Linked DNA regions of Sus scrofa: region 2 is linked to region 1. Evidence: chromatin contacts called from public Hi-C data. All regions are on one chromosome and are shown on one strand. The core of a region is the stretch at or near the end of the contact, and the rest is flanking DNA. Distances in the headings are between cores, read along the strand shown.

Region 1 (5,378 bases), core at 2,156-4,655:
CAGCTACCAGCCTACGCCACAGCCGCAGCAACACCAGATCCGAGCCACACCACAGCTCACGGCAATGCCAGATCCTTAACCCACTGAGCAAGGCCAGGGATAGAACTCGAGTCCTCATGGGTACTAGTTGGGTTTGTTACCTCAGAGCCATGACAGGAACTTCCGCAAACAATAATATCTCAAAGGAGATTATAGAAGTAAAGCTTTTTTTTTTTTAGGGCTGCACTCGCTACATGTGGAGGTTCCCAGGCGAGGGGTCAAATCGGAGCTGCAGCTGCCAGCCTATGCCACAGCTACAGCAACACAGGATCCAAGCCACATCTGTGACCTACACCACAGCTCACAGCAACACTGGATCCTTAACCCACTGAGAGAGGCCAGGGATTGAACCCACGACCTCATGGTTCCTAGTCAGATGCATTTCTGATGGCGCCACAACAGGAACTCCATAAATCTTGTCTTCAAGCTCTGAGGAGGTGAATTTTCCAAGGGGAGTGGACACACGAGCAGGCAGGGCAGGGGTGGAGTGGAGGGATGCTGAGTGTTCAAAATTCCAGGTGGCTCTGAGTCCTGGCAGCAAAGCCAGGCAAGCAAAAACAAGCAGAGACAAGGACTGATTCTCTGGAGAATCTCAGCAACACGATTTGTGGGCCTGACTGCGGGTTCGTCGAATGAAAAGATGACTGAACCAGCGAATGAATGAATTCACAGGGCTTGTCGAGCTCACCCAGAAAGAGCCCTGTGAAATTCTTAAATCATGAAACCTGATTCCCAAGGGCCAGCAGTGTGGAAAACTGGGAGCCAGTTCCTAGCCCCGAATTCCTCAGGGTGCTGCTGAGGATGTGCCTCAGCGCCACCTGCTGGCGGGCACTGGCGGGCCCGCTCCTGCTGGAATTGGAAGCCTGTCACCAGCACGTGGAAGGGGATGGCGGAAGCATGCAGACCAGGCTCTCTCTAGGTGACCTGCTCCTTCAGGAACAGCTGCTACCTGATTTTTCCTGATTCTTCTGAGGGTCAATCTAGAAAACGTAGAAAAACCTTGGAAAATACAAAAGAGATTCATGGAGGTCCTTTCAGAGGAAGGCTGAGCGTCCTCTGATGATGATCTGATCCTTTGGGGGTGTGTATGGCTGCCTGTCTTTGACTTTTTGTAGGGCTAGAAGTAATTTGTAGAAAACAGATATAATGCAAAGGATTCCTGCCTATATCAAGAAAATGAACCTTATTCACAACTATGCAAAGGACTTTTGGTTGTCCAGTAGAAAACACAAGTACATGTAAGTCAAATTTTCATTTGAACTACTTTTAACATCTTGCTATTTCCTTGTCAATTAAAGAGTTAAAGGAAATCTTTGACACACGTTCATTTTTAAAAATCTGTATGAGGGCCATGATTTTACCTTTTTGAAAATTATGCTGGAGTAAATTATTTTTTTCTTCTTCTTTTCTTGACATATGGAGTTCCTGGGCCAGGGATCAGATCCGAGCTGTAGCTACAACCTACTCCATAGCTGCAGCAGTAGGATCCTTTAACCTACTGTGCCGGGCCGGGGATCAGGCCTACATTCTGATGTTGTAGAAATGCAGCCAATCTTGTTGCGCCACAGCAGCAGTTTCTAGAATAAATTCTTAGTCCTCTAGGAATCTACAAAGTCTCTCAGACCTTCCTTTCCTTCGTGCCCCTAACCTGTTCAGGTGACACCAGCAACTGCATCCTCTGGGTCCCCACTGTGCCCAACACTTACTTCAGGACAAAGTGCCCTGTGTGCTTCTCTGCCAGCCTCCCCCTCCAGATTGTCTGCTCCCCAGGGCAGGAACCAGGTCTGATTCTCACTGGATGTGCAGATCGTGGCAGATGCTGTTGGAGGAATTTATGAACACTCTTTTTTTTTTTTTTTTTTTTTTTTTTTGGCCTTCGTCTTTTTAGGGCCATACCCACGGTATATGGAAGTTCCCAGGCTAGGGGTCTAATTGGAGCTACAGCCTCTGGCCTACACCACCGCCACAGCAACACAGGACCCCGAGCTGCGTCTGTGGCATACACCGCAGCTCACAGCAACACTAGATCCTTAACCCACCGTGCAAGGCCAGCGATCAAACCTGCATCCTCATGGATATTAGTCGGGTTTGTTAACCACTGAGCCACAACAGAAACTCCAATTTATGAATATTCTTTTTTTTTTTTCTTTTGTCTTTTCTAGGGCTGCACCTGCGGCATATGGAGGTTCCCAGGCTAGGGGTCTAATTGAAGCTGTAGCCACCGGCCTACGCCATAGCCACAGCCACACCACATCCCAGCCACATCTTCTACCTACACCGCACTTCACAGCAACGTCAGATCCTTAACCCACTGATCCAGGCCAGGGATCGAACCCACAACCTTAGGGTTCCTAGTCGGATTTGTTAGTCACTGAGCCAGGATGAGAACTCCTACATTAGCTATTTTTAACGGCGCCACGACAGGAACTCCTCCAATTTATGAATGTTCTTAATGTGGACCACACTCCACTGCTGGTGAGGGAGCTTTGGATCCTGGGAGGGCAATTCATGCACGTTACCTAACACTTCTCGGCCTCAGTTTCCACATCTGTACAATGAGGATAATATTTCCTATGTGCTGAAAACACAGATGGGAAGGAAATCTTAAGTAACTCCTGCATGTTTTCCCTTTGCCTCTTCTAGTTTCTATTCTCACCCCACCTTCGGAATACGACGAACAGGAACAGGGTCATTTCCTCTGGCTCCCCACCCTGCAAGCCCACAGGAAGTGTTCAGTTAAGTGTCTTCCTTCTACCCCCACATCCTGGCCTGGTTCCTGAATGAAGCAGGGCAGGGAAAATGGTCTCGGGGCCAGGGCACCCATCATGGGTCGTCAAGGAGTGGAGCCTATTTAGCAGAAGCCTTGGGCTTCAATTCTGGGGAGCTGAGAGAAAAGGGGGTGGGGGACCGTGGACCTGAACACCGAAAAGGAAACCCCAAGAGAAAAACTTAAAGGGGGTAGTTTCTGTCGTGGTGCAGCAGAAACGACTCTGACTAGTATCCATGAGGATGTGGGATCCCTGGCCTCGCACAGATACGGCATTGCCGTGTGCTGTGGTGTAAGTCACAGATGCGGCTCAGATCCCTTGTTGCTATGGCCGCGGCGGTGGCCAGCAGCTATAACTCCGATTTGATCCCTAGCCTCGAAACTTCCATTTGCCACGGGGGAGGCCCTCCAAAAAAGCAAAAAAGGAAAGAAAGAAAAAAGAAAAAGGGAGAGAGGCTGAAAGAGGCTCCATGTTCAGATCCCAGCCCCGATGCATCCCAAGCCATAGGAGCCCACCTGTTTTTCTGGTCCCTACTTCCCTGAACAGCTTCTTCCGGGGTTGGAGGGAGGGGCGGGGTGTGGGCGGAATGACTTCCAAATAACTGGGATTCGGGCACCACCTCGTGGCCATTCATGAAACTGCCCACTCAGGCTGAGGGGAGCCCAGAGGTCTAAGAGTAGAGGGAGCCAAGCCAGCCCTCCTCCAAATGTCCAGGCCTCCTTTGCATTTATTGAGCACTAACTGTATTCCAGACTCTGTGCTCAGCATTCTCAGGTCTTTACCACATTTAATTCTTGAAACAGTCTTAAAAGGCAGGTAATACGTAATACCATTTTACAAATCAGTCACAGGAGTTCCTGTTGCGGCCCAGCGTGTTAAGAATCCGACTAGTGGAGTTCCCGTCGTGGCTCAGTGGTTAAAGAATCCGACTAGGAACCATGTGGTTGTGGGTTCGATCCCTGGCCTTGCTCAGTGGGTTAAGGATCCGGCGTTGCCATGAGCTGTGGTGTAGGTTGCAGACGCGGCTCCAATCTAGCATTGCTGTGGCTCTGGCGTTAGGCCAGTGGCTACAGCTCCGATTGGACTCCTAGCCTGGGAACCTCCATATGCTGTGGGAGCAGCCCTAGAAAAGGCAAAAAGACAAAAAAAAAAAAAAAAAAAAAAAAAGAATCCGACTAGTATATATGAGGATGCAGGTTCGATCCCTGGCCTCACTCAGTGGGTTAAGGATCCAGCGTTGGCTTAAAAAGAAAAAAAAAATGCAGAAAGAAACTGAGGCAGAAGCTGAGGCAGAGAGAGGTGAAGGAGTTTTCCTGAGGCTGTGCAGCTACTAAGTGGACCAGAAGAGCTTCTCTCTGTACAGGAGAGCAGCAAAGCAGTCGGTCCTGCCTCTTAGCAGCTGGTTGGCCTTAGGGCCTTTCAGCTTTTTTTTTTTTTTTTTTAGGACCATATCCATGGTATAAAAACAGCCCTTAGCAGCTTCCTACTGATGGGAATAACATGCCAATTCTTTTTTTTGCTTTTTAGAGCTGCACCCATGGCATATGGAAGTCCTCAGGCTAGGGGTCAAATCGGAGCTGTAACTGCCGCCCTACACCGCAGCCGCAGTAATGCCAGATCTGCCAGATCTGCGACATACACCACAGCTCATGACAACGCTGGATCCTTAACCCACTGAGCAAAGCCAGGGATCGAACCCGCATCCTCCTGGATACTAGTCAGGTTTACTACCACTGAGCCACAACAGGAACTCCAGCCTTTTAGCTTTAATTCAAATATTTTTGGTTCAACTATACATCAATAAAATTAAATATATGAATGAATGAATGAGAGTTTCTGCTGTGGCACCCTGGGTTAATGATCTGGCTCTTCTCTGTGGCATTGCTGGTTGGATCCCCAGCCTGGAGCAGCAGGTTAAGGATCTCTCATTGTGGCAGCTACAGCGTATGTTGCAGTAGCGGCTTGGATTTAATCCCAGGCCCAGGAACTTCCATATGCCACAGGGGCGGGGGGAAGAATGAGTAAATAAATTTCCTTTTTTTTTTTTTTTTGGCCGCCCCACGGTATATGGAATTCCTGGACCAGAGATTGGATCCAAGCCACAGCTGCAGCAAGGCAGGGTCCTTTAACCTACTGTGCCGGCCAGGGATTGAACCTATGCCTCTGCGGTTCCCAAACCACTGAGGTTGGATTCTTAACCCACTGCGCTACAGCAGGAACTCCTAATCTAAAAACAAACAAAAAATTGGGGGGGGGTCCTGCTGTGGCGCAATGGGATTGGCAGTGTCACGGGACTGCTGGGATGAAGGTTTGATCCTCAGCCCAGCACAGTAGGTCAAGGGTCAGCACCGCCACAGCTGCAGCTTAGGTCAAGATTGTGGCTCGGATCTGATCCCTAGCCTGGGAACCCCATTTGCCAAGGTGCAGCCAAAAAAAAACAAAAAAAAACCAAAAACACATTTTTTAATATGTTTTTGGTGCTGTCTCTGTGCCAGACTCTACACTGGGCACTGGGATGTCCTGTAATTCTCCATCTCAGTCCCTGTTAATCCCCTTCACAACACAGACGCT
Region 2 (5,378 bases), core at 866-3,365, 110 kb before region 1:
TTTTTGTCTTTTTAAGGCTGAACCTACAGCATACAGAGGTTCCCAGGCTAGGGGAACAATGGGAGCTGTAGCTGCTGGCCTACACCACAGCCACAGCAACACAGGATCCAAGCAGCATCTGCGACCTACACCACAGCTCATGGCAACACTAGATCCGTAACCCACTGAATGACGCCAGGGATTGAACCCGTGTCCTCATGGATGCTAGTCAGGTTCATTAACTGCTGAGCCACGATGGAAACTCCGAATTTCCCGCTTTTTATTCATCCAACACAATAGGGATCTACTAGAGGTCAGACATGAGGAAAACAGCAGGGACCCAAACAGACGAGGTCCCTGTTCTCATGGAGTTTACATTCTAGTGGATGGATACGGACAACAGTAGAGAAGTATAGAAATATGTCAGAGTGAGGCAGGTGCTATGAAGACAGATGAGCACAGGAGTTCCCATCGTAGCTCAGCAGTTAACCAATCTGACTAATATCCTTGAGGACGCAGGTTTGATCCCTGGCCTCACTCAGTGGGTTAAAGATCTGGTGTGGCCATGAGCTGTGGTCTAGGTAACAGATGAGGCTCAGATCCTACGTTGCTGTGACTGTGGCCTAGGCTAGTAGCTACAGCTCCGATTTGACGCCTAGCCTCCATAAGCCTCGAGAAAGGAGAGAAAAAAAAAAAAAAAAAGACAGATGATCACAAGTAAGGGGGTGTGAGCTATAGAGGCTGCCATTTGCATGGGGTGATCAAAGAAAGTTTCTCTCATTTTTAGACATAGACTTGAATGCAGAGAGAGAAGGACATGGAGGGAGACCCTTCTGGGCAGAAAGAAGGGCAAGGCCTTGAGGTGAGAGGTCCTCTACACACTGTGGCCACTCCAGAAATCATAGGTATGAGGTCAGAAGTGGCAGCTAGGAGTTCCCATTGTGGCTCAGAGGATTAAGAACGCGACGTAAGTGTCCCTGAGGATGCGGGTTGGATCCCCGGCAGTGTTTGATCCCTGGCCTCCTTCAGTGGGTTCAGGGTTTGGCGTTGCCGCAGTCACATATTCAGGTCAGATCCTGTGTAGCTGTGGCTGTGGCACAGGCCAGCAATTCCAGCTCCAATCTGACCCCTAGCCTGGGAACTTCCGTATATGCAGGTGTGGCCATAAAAAGAAAGAAAAAAAAGAAAGAAAAAGAAAAGGGGGGCTAGACACCCTGAAAGCAATTTGGATTTTACTCTAAAACCATTCCCTCTTCCCTGTAAGGTAAAATTCCCCAAGATCATTTCCAAGCCCAAGACTCGAAGTGGTTTTGCTCTCTCCCAGCCATGCCACCTATCAGCTGCATAACCTTGGACGTGCCACTTACCTTCTCTGAGCCTCGGCCTTCTCATAGAGTTGCTGTGAGGACCAAATGAAATTATTCGGAGTGCCTAGAACAGATTAGCCTTTTGTTTTCTTTTTTCCATGGAGGAATAAAAGATATGGATGGAGAAAATTGGCTTAATTGAAGTTTGAAATCTGATAAATTCTAGCATTGAACTCTCATTGCTACAATAAAGGACAGGAAAAATGTACAGTCATCCCTCGGTATCTGCAGAGGATTAGTTCCAGGACCTCCTGCCAATACTAAAATCCACAGCTGCTTACGTCCCTTATACCTATAAAATGCATAGTATTTGCATATAACCTATCCATACCCTCTTGTACACTTTAAATCATCTCTAGGTTACTTATGATACCTAATATAATGTAAAAACCATGTAAATACTTCAAAATACAATGCAAATCACTGCGAGTGCTCAACAAATTTAAATTTGCTTTTTAGAACTTTCTGGAATTTTCTTGTTGTGAATATTTTTTTGATTTGCAATTGGTTGAATCTGCAGATTCGGAGGGCAGACTGTGCACTGATACTGTTTCTCTCCCGTTTTCTTCCCCCCAGCTTCTGACCTGGACATCCTTGTGTTTCCAAGCAGGCTTTCAATGAAAGACTGATACTGGACAATTTTCCTGGTGGCACAAGGTTCTGTCTTAAAGTTCCTTCTTCTACTGCTGGCGAGCTCCCTCCCCCACAGATGAACTGGTTTCATTTCACTTTGGGAGGAGAGAGGAAAGAGAAGAGAGAGCAGAGAGGGCGTGGTGGAAATGACTCCACCTAGAACTTGTGGGATTTTTACCTTAGGCTCCACCCTGCTCCTCCTCCTCAGGGGTCTCACGCTGGGTGGGTTGAAAGGTGACTCTAGCCCTTACCAGGTGTGGCGGCTGCTGAGCCTCTCAAGACCACTGAACCAGGATAGGGTGGAGGTGGAGGGTGGGCTGGGGTGATGAGCAGCTAGTGGCTTAGATTCCTGCCAGAGCTTGGGCCCTGCAGGCAAAGAATAAAGAGCACGTGGAAGGAAGAGGATCTCCGGTAGGGGAGGGTAGAAAGGGGCCTGGGGAAGCTGAGGTGTGTGACCTTGGCTGAGTCACTGTGTAATCAGCCACACCCTTGCTCGGTACCCTTCATTGGTTCCCCACTGCCATGGGATAAAGTCCCAAAGGCTTAACACTGATCCAACCTATAGTATCAGCTGGGCCTGCTACTCCCCTACCCTTTACCCACGCTCCCTGCAATGCAGCCTTATCAGAGGTCTCTGCTTTTTTTTTTTTTTTTTTTTTTTTTTGATGCCTTTCTCTAGCAAACAATAGGATCCAGGGCCAGGAATTTTTTTTTTTATTTTTTTCATATTTTGTTTATTTATTTATCTTTTTAGGGCCACACCTACGGCATATGGAAGTTCTCAGGCTAGGGGTACAATCTGAGCTGTAGCTGCTGGCCTACACCACAGCCACTCAGGATCCGAGGCTAGTCTGTGACCTACACCACAGCTCATGGCAATGCTACATCCTTAACCCACTGAGAGAGGCCAGGGATGGAACCTGCGTCCTCATGGATGCTATCAGATTCGTTTCCGCCAAGCCACGACGGGAACTCCCTGTGATAAGTTTTTTAATTAAACTTTTTCTTTGGAATAATTTTAGATTTACAGAAAATGTGCAGATAGTCAAAAGTGTTCCCCTATATACCCCTCATCCACTTTCTCCTAATAGTAGCATATTACCAAGGTGCATTTGTCAAAATTAAGGAGTGCCCGTTGTGGCTCAGTGGAGACAAATCTGACTAACATCTATGAGGACATAGATTCAATCCCTGGCCTCGCTCAGTGGGTTAAGGATACAGCATTGCTGTGAGCTGTGGTGTAGGTTGCAGATGAGGCTCAGATCTGGCATTGCTGTGGCTGTGGCATAGGTAGGCAGCTGTAGCTGCAATTCAACCCCTAACCTGGGAACATCCATGTGCTTCAGTTGCAACCCTTAAAAAAAAAAAACGCCTCAACATCGGTATACATACATATTATCATTAGTTAAATACCAGACTTTATTTATTTATTTATTTATTATTATTTTATGGCTGCACTCACAGCGTATGGAAGCTCCTGGACCAGCGATTAAATACAGGTCACAGCTGCCACCTAAGCAGCTGTGGCAGCAATGCTGAATCCTTTTACCCACTGCACCAGATGGGGGTCAAACCTGTGACTCCACAGTGATCTGAGCCACTGCAATAGGATTCCTAACCCACTGCGCCAGAGCAGGAGCTCCAATTCAACTTTAATTAGATTTCACTAATGTTCTTTTTCTGTTCAGGGACCCCATCCAGGATACCACATTGCATTTAGTCCTCATGTTTCCTCAGTCTCCTCTGGTCTGTGACAACTTCTCAGTCTTCCCTTGTTCCTATGACCTTGAAGAATATTGGTTAGGTATTTTGCAAAATGTCCTTCAATTTGGATTTCCTTGAGGTTTTCCTCAGGACTAGACTGAGGTTATGGGTTTAGGGGAAGAATAGCACAGAGATGAAGTGCCCTCCTCATCACATCCCATTAGAGGTCACATGCTGCCCACATGACTTACTGGTGATACTCTAACCCCCATCACTTGGTGATATTTGCCAGAGTCTCCACTGTAAACCCACTCTACCCATCCCCGCTCCCCAACTACCCCCCGCTTCCACCTGTCTTTTCTTTTTTTGTCTTTTTAGGGCGTCACTCATGGCATATGTAAGTTCCCAGGCTAGGGGTCAAATCTGAGCTGTAGCTATTGGCCTTTACCACAGCTCACAGCAAGGCCAGATCCATAACCCACGGAGCAAGGCCAGGGATTGAACCCACATCTTCATGGATATTAGTTGGGTTCTTTACGGCTGAACCACAACAGGACCTCCTCCACCTTTTTCTTTTATCTTTTTTCTTTTTCTTTCTTTTTGCCTCATTCTTGGCATGCAGAAGTTTCAGAGCCACGGGTAAAACCCATGCAACAGCAATGACAACACCAGATCCTTAACCCACTGATATACCAGGGAACTCCTCCACATTCCATTCTTTAGCAAGTCACTAAATTCAGCTCACACTCAAGGGATGGGGAATGGGATTAATTTCCAACTCCCGAACAGCAGAAGCATCTACATAAATTATTTAGAATTCTTTTTTTTTTTTTTTGCCATTTCTAGGCCCGCTCCCCCGGCATATGGAGGTTCCCGGGCTAGGGGTCGAATCGGAGCTGTAGCCGCTGGCCTACAGCTAGCCACAGCAATGTGGGATCTGAGCCTCATCTGCAACTTACACCACAGCTCATGGCAACGCTGGATCCTTAACCCACTGAGTAAGGTCAGGGATCGAACCTGCAAGGTCAGGGATCGAGCTGTTCCTAGTCAGATTCGTTAATCACTGAGCCACGATGGGAACTCCTAGAATTCTTTTTTAAAGAAGATCTATCTCTTCTCCTCCATTTATTTATTCAATCATTTATTTTTATCAGCAAGGGCTCAGGTAATGTTTATTTTATACTTTGGCTTATAATCCAATGCTATGTTATTTCTTTTCTTACTCAAATTGTCTCAGCTTTGGCTATTGGGTGCTCTCTCAGGTTGACTCTGGAGTCTTTACTATGCCCTATCCATTTTTTTTCTTTTTGCCTGTTTGTCTTTTTAGGGCCACACGCGGTATATGGAGGTTCCCAGGCCAGGGGTCTAATCTGAGCTGTTGCTGCCAGCCTACACCACAGCCACAGCAATGCCAGATCTGAGCCATGTCTGCAACCTACACCATAACTCACAGCAACACCAGATCCTTAACCCACTGAGCAAGGCCAGGGATCGAACCCGCAACCTCATAGTTCCTACTTGGATTTGTTTCTGCTGTGCCACAACAGGAACTCCTGTTTTTCTTTTTATCTTTGTCAGGCCCCACCCAAGGCATATGGAACCCCAGGCTAGGGGTAGAACTGAAGCTGCAGCTGCCAGTTGACATCACAGCCACAGCAATGCCAGATCTGAGCCGAGTCTGCAACCTACACCACA

What was found. A called contact is a pair of places that touch in the nucleus more often than the background predicts.
Region 2: a Hi-C map of alveolar macrophages shows a contact between it and region 1, with 2.6 times the contacts expected there. The contact joins two enhancer-like sites. A contact is called at or near these places in 5 of 47 Hi-C or Micro-C datasets (alveolar macrophages, embryonic fibroblasts, psoas muscle and 2 more) and 1 of 2 datasets of contacts at active chromatin or transcription factors (alveolar macrophages).

What each region holds. Positions count from the first base shown.
Region 1 is chr6:84,334,433-84,339,810 of Sscrofa11.1, reverse strand. All of the region lies in intron 1 of LOC106507624 (a long non-coding RNA gene), which reads left to right. Among named protein-coding and RNA genes, the nearest start is that of FAM46B, 26 kb to the right of the region's middle. Within about 2 kb of position 3,405, at least 27 of the 83 cell types and tissues checked have an H3K27ac peak or open chromatin away from gene starts, as enhancers often do. A contact at or near this core is called in alveolar macrophages, where this site is marked.
Region 2 is chr6:84,446,033-84,451,410 of Sscrofa11.1, reverse strand. No RefSeq gene overlaps it. Among named protein-coding and RNA genes, the nearest start is that of SLC9A1, 22 kb to the right of the region's middle. Within about 2 kb of position 2,115, at least 16 of the 83 cell types and tissues checked have an H3K27ac peak or open chromatin away from gene starts, as enhancers often do. A contact at or near this core is called in alveolar macrophages, where this site is marked.